Regions from separate parts of the Mus musculus genome. Here region 1 is linked to region 2. Evidence: chromatin contacts called from public Hi-C data. All regions are on one chromosome and are shown on one strand. Each heading gives the region's core, a stretch centred on a gene start, on an enhancer-like site or on the middle of the called end of the contact. The rest is flanking DNA. Distances are from core to core; before and after follow the strand shown. Region 1 has its middle 15 kb from the start of Map3k14. Region 2 holds the start of Fmnl1 (formin-like 1).

Region 1 (2,700 bases), core at 64-2,563, 110 kb before region 2:
TTCCCCAGCCTTGCTTCTGCCCTTGCCTTGGGAATGGTGCCAGTCCCCAATGCCTCCTAATCAGCTTCCCACACACTTATCTCCACTCAGGTGCTGTTGGCTCGGGGAGATCAGCCTCAGCCATCACCTGTCTTCTCAGAAGCATCCCAGGTAGGATGCGCTCTTGGACACCCTCTGGGTTTACAACGCTGCCCACTGTGATTACCTGTCTAATAATACTAGATCGAGAGCTTTGCGGGGCAGAGAAACAGAAGTCTCATCACTGATTCTGCAGAACCCAGGCCTGTCGTGGCAGGTAGTCAATAAATATTTGTTGAGTGAATGAATAAACTACCTTATCTGAGGATTTGGAGATTAGGGCACCTCCAGGAGAAGGGTGACAGGGAACCCACTCTAAGCAGCTAAAACTACAGAGCAGAAGCACAGCCTGTGTGTATCTATACTTCCACAGTCACCTGCCTTTGCTTTATGTCCCCACATATCTCTTTCCGATGCCATTCCAGCCCTACTGTAGCCCTTTACACACTAGTGGGTCCAGCCCAGGCTACTGTCCTTTAGGAGGTCATGGGTTAGAGTTGGACCAAGCACTGTGATGTAACACGAGGCACCGGTAGGATCCTCTGACGACCACTGCTTCTTACTTGAACAAGATTTTACCTGTAATAATGTTTGGGTGAGCTTGTCTACAGTCCCAGGAACGTCTTGGATTCTCATCACACCTGTTCCTTAATACTCTGATTCCTGCCTGGGGTTCCTTGAACCCCCCTGCTTTTCCTTACCCCTTCTTTCTACTCTCCACTGAAAGCCACAATCCTGTGACCCCAGGCTATATTCACAGTGCCTTCCAAAGTGAGAACTGTCTGACCATATCCATTATTACTATGCAGGTGCATGGTCCTTCCATGGTAAAGAGCATTCTTTGTTTTGTAAAGCTGGGTATGGAACCCCATAGGCAGGTCTCGAATGCACACTAGCCCTAAGTTGTAACACATCTCTGGCCGTGACCACATTTTAACGATGACCTTTGAGAGGCACCAGTCTTGGTTTGCTTGCCTACTCCAGACCAGCTAATAGAACGCTGGGCACAGATGGGAAAGCACCTACCTGCCTTGTAGACAGAGCTGGACAAGGCAGGCTAGCAGTCACCTACCCAAGCCTGAGAGGCTCCCAAGAGTTCTAACTCAGCTGCTGAAACCTGGAGCCAACCTGGTGAGCTGGCAGTGCCTGGGAGAACTGGCCGGCCAAGTCTCCTCTCTGTTCGCCCTCCCAGCTTCCTATTTCCATCTCCTCTTAGTCAGACACAGCTCTGACCTCAGGAAGGCTCGATGTTCGCTGTGGAGCCGGGGTTCCAGGAAGTCCTGACTGAGCAGATCCCTGGTGGTATTCTCAATTCCCTTTTTTGCTTCTTAAAGGTCCCTGAGCTCAAACTCAGCCCCGTGACCTTCCAGGCAGGATCCTAGCCACATTTTCTGCGTGGCTCTCCCTCCCCTCCCAAAAGTACACTTCTCCCTTCTAGGGACTTCTGAGAACCCTAAAAGGTCACTGGTGTGAAGGAGTGTGTTGATAGCAGAAGGGGAAACTGAGATACTGAGGTCCACTAACTGCTTCCACCTGCCAGGACCTGGCGTGCAGAAAGGGGTCTCCATTATTTAGGTGTCAGCTGCTAGAGGTCACTGAGTGTGTGAGTGCAAAGCGATAGAGACTGAGCAGAAGGGACGTCGTGAAGAGATTCGGGAGGATTTTCTTAGCCTGTGATTTGCCCTGTAGGCATAACAGTGCAAGCATCCATGTAAATGCAGCTTGGGGGTGAGATCTCTTTAACCATCCTCCCCTCCTCACTCAGCCCCCGCCCTCCCTGGCCCAATAGCAAAGAACCCTACATAGACAGACGGACTGTGTCTGCCATCTTGCTGAACGTTTATCTGTTATTTTATTTGTTTCTTCCTTCAGCAAAAATTCTGGAGCACCCCTGTCAGCCCACAATGGTGCACCAGTCCTCAAGAGAAACATGGCGCCTGTCCCCACGAACCACGTGGTCCAATGGGTACAGTTTGAAAAAAAAAATGTCACAGCGGAGTGGGAATAAAGGACCACTCGAGCAGGCAACAGGACAAACTGGGGGGAGCAGATGAGAGACCTCAGCTCAGGGAGGAGGTCAAAGCCTGTCTGAGCTGGGACAACAGCGAGTGAGTCGAAGGACATCTCAGCCTCAGAGGGATGACCTGTGGTAGCTGCCCGCTCGACTCCCCATCTGTGTAAACAAAGTGAACTTGGTTTGAATCCTGATTTTGCCACTTTCTGGTTAAATGCCCCTGGGTATGTTGTTGAATTGTGCTTTGTTCTTATTCTCTCATCTGTAAAATGGAATATAAGAAACCTGCCTAGATTCTACGGAAAACCAAATTATTAGCACAACTGTTCTTGCCACATGGCCTTGGGACCCTCTGGAAGTCTCAGAACTCTTTCAAGAGCTCCCATGAAGTCAAAGCTGTTTGTGCAGGACACGGAAACAGCATTTGGTTGCTCCCTAATGGAGATTTCCAGAGACCACGTAAGGCATGACATCATACAAATCAAATTCAAGTACCAATCTGGCCGCCTTTGAGTACGTTCTCGAAAGGGATTTAGGACAATGCAAAGTGTGTCATTCTCTCATGATTTTTTATTTTATAAAATAAAAGTAAATGGGCTGGAGAGATG
Region 2 (2,700 bases), core at 32-2,531:
TCCCCACTGTCACCCGGTGTCCAGCCAGGGATGCCTAACAGGGATGCCACTGGGCAGCCACCTACAGAAGACAGCAGGAAAGAGTGCTGGGGTGAAGAGGAGGAAGTGAAAAAGACTGGCCTTTCCCCTCCCCTACTTCTGCCTCCCAATGCCTGCACAGCCCACCCTATCAGAAACACTTTGAACCACTTAACTCCATGCTCAGAGTTGATGAGTTGATGGCTCCCTCCCAGAGGCCCAGACTTCAGCTGCTACTCCATCCTAACCCACCCTTGCCTGCCCCAGTTTCCCAAGCAAGTGACAGCCAAGAGGGAGGGGAGCCTTCCAGATTTCTGTTCCACTCCAAGCCAGAATGACCAGCCTATCCTGGCCCCACCCTTCCTAAGCTTACTCCTTTCAGTGGTTGGGGGTGGTCCATGATGAGGGAATGACTGCAAACACCCATTCCGGGACATGGTGGGGGTGATAAATACAAGTGGAGGGTCTAAGAGTCCAACTCCTACGCCAGACACCAGAACAACCCAGGACTGAAGGCTCCACTAGGTCTACAGCTTCCAGAAGGTTAAATTATAACCCCTTTCCTCTTTGACCCTGAGACGCAGAAGGGCAAAGCGCTCCAGACTTGCACCCAGCCGCTGGGCCTGCGTGCAGTGGAAAAGTGGGCGCCAGCCCCCTCCCACCTGGGGCGCGTTTGGAACTCAACCTTATGAGACATTTTTGACACCTTTAGAACTAGGAGCATAGGAAGGGGGTCGATGGGGGGGTCTCTTAAGAAAGCTTCCTGGAGGGGGCTAAAGAAAGTTTCTTGGGGGGGGGGGTGCCAAGTCACTCTGAAAGATGACAGTGTTACTCCTACCCCTCTGGAGGGACAGCAGGTGGACCAGGGATCTCCAAGCCGCACCTGAGTCCCAAGAGGCGGGGACGCATGCGGAGCCCCTGTCATCCCTGGCTCCTGGTGCGCATCAGGTCACACTCACCAAGACCCGCGTGAACCTCTCCTCCAGCTCCCCGGCCGCCGGCATTGGTTGCTTGGGGACGGCTGGCTGCTTCGGGGGCGACGCGGTGGGGCCCGCGGGCTGTTCGGCGCTGCCAGCCGCGTTGCCCATGGTGGTCCCCACCCAGCCGGCCAGGCGCCTCCAGCCTCGGAGATCCAGTTTTCCCTGGGGGTCGCGGACTAGGCTCCGGGAGCCTGGAAGCGAAGGGCAGCGCTGTGTGGCGAGGCTTGGCTAGGTGGCTCTCGGCTCAGCGGCGTGCAGGGGCCGGGGCGCGGCGTCCCATCGCGGCGGCCCCGTCCGAGGGAGCGGGCGGCGACCGAGGCTCGGGGAGGAAGTAGGGTTGCAGGCGGCCGGGGCCAGAGGGCTGGGCCGGGGGCAGGAAGCTGCGGCGCGGGCTCCCCCCTCGGCGATTTTCGAACTTCTGCTGCCGCTCCCGGTGCGCGCAAACCGCAGTTCTCCGCCGCGCACCCGGCCCCAGGGGGGCGGGCTGCAGGGAGGGGGCGGGCGCGGGCGACGGCCGGGGGTCCTCCGCAGCCATGGCGCGCCGGCTGGGGGCTGCCGAGCAGTGCACCTGCGGCGGAGGGGGCGGCCGCCGATGCACCTGCCCGAGCCGGAGCCGACCCAGGCGAGGCCGAGAACACAGCGGCGCGCTCGCCCGGCGCCTCCGGGTCCTAGAACCGCAGCTCTCCACCCTAAGCCCGGCAGTAGGGGGGTCCCTAGGCCCGAGCCTGGAGGAGGCAGACCCCCGGGCGGAAGATTGTCCAACCAATCCGCGCGCGCCTTAGAAACCTAAGGTGGCGCTGAGGTGCGGTTGGTGGGCGTAATTGCTGCTGGGGGTCCCCCTTTGGGGTCCCCAACTAAGAAGATGGGAACCCCCTTCCAGGCCCCCCACCTCTGTGTCTCTCCTCCGTTGGGCCCAGAGATGATCTGAGGACCAGAGGGAATTATCTGCAAACAGGTTGGAGGACAATGACATAGGTCAATTGAGACCTGACCAGATGTGACTGTGCCAGCATCTTCAGCAGTTTTAGACTGGGGGCACTCGTGGAAAAATGAGGTTGGCGAACCTGGAGATCACTGTGGTGGTGCCAAGGAGAAGTAGGGCACTAAGAAGGGTTAAAGGCAGCTGCTAGGCTGGGGGAGGAACAGGCACCTCAGATGGGTGGAAAATCTTGACACTGTCACCATGAGGGACCTAGGCTGGCTGAAGAATGACAATCTTGGCTATCTGATAGTTACAGAAAGATTTCTGTGATAGTGACCAGCAAAGGTAGGTATGGATGTCCTTGTTTCTGTAACGGTAACAAGGGGCCTTTCCGTAGCTGTAGCAAGGGGTCTTGTCCAAGGCCACACAGATAATTAGGGCAGAAACGAGCCTCTCTGTTCATATCCAAAAATCTATAGCCTCGGACTCTTCTTATTTAGGGTAGGAGAGTGGAGAAGGGGTAGGCCTTCATAACCGGGGCTCGAACTCCATCCTGAATTAACACCTCTAATTCTCCCACTTAATCTGTGGGGCTCTTGAGTCAGCCCCTCCCTGTTCTGCCAGTCCATGGGGTGAGGTGCCCTACACTGAGGGAGCCTTGAACTTTCTCTGTGCCAGCCCAGGGGCTCTAAATGGCTACTCTAGGTCATTCCCACCTCTCTAGTTCATACTCAAAGCCACTGACAAAGGATTCAGCAGGAACTGGGAAATTAATTATCT

The links. Hi-C and Micro-C count contacts between places; a contact is called where the count stands out from the background.
Region 1: a Hi-C map of bone marrow-derived macrophages shows a contact between it and region 2, with 76 read pairs. The contact joins the enhancer-like site here to the promoter of Fmnl1 in region 2. A contact is called at or near these places in 11 of 39 promoter capture datasets (the C10 cell line, the HPC-7 cell line, cranial neural crest and 5 more), 4 of 15 datasets of contacts at CTCF or cohesin (CD8 T cells, large pre-B cells, pro-B cells and 1 more), 64 of 484 Hi-C or Micro-C datasets (the 63-12 cell line, B cells, the C10 cell line and 43 more), 25 of 115 datasets of contacts at active chromatin or transcription factors (the 230-238 cell line, CD4 single positive thymocytes, CD8 T cells and 15 more) and 4 of 9 other capture datasets (adipose tissue, embryonic stem cells, liver and 1 more).

What each region holds. Positions count from the first base shown.
Region 1 is chr11:103,280,609-103,283,308 of GRCm38.p6, reverse strand. No RefSeq gene overlaps it. Among named protein-coding and RNA genes, the nearest start is that of Map3k14, 15 kb to the right of the region's middle. Within about 2 kb of position 1,313, at least 29 of the 459 cell types and tissues checked have an H3K27ac peak or open chromatin away from gene starts, as enhancers often do. A contact at or near this core is called in the 63-12 cell line, the CH12 cell line, the HPC-7 cell line and 3 more, where this site is marked.
Region 2 is chr11:103,169,719-103,172,418 of GRCm38.p6, reverse strand. It overlaps Fmnl1 (formin-like 1), which reads right to left and starts at 1,281. Exons shown (of 26, transcript NM_001077698.1): 1 at 978-1,281. The coding sequence starts at 1,106. Gm51919 (a long non-coding RNA gene) reads left to right here and starts at 1,843. Exons shown (of 3, transcript XR_003949776.1): 1 at 1,843-2,265.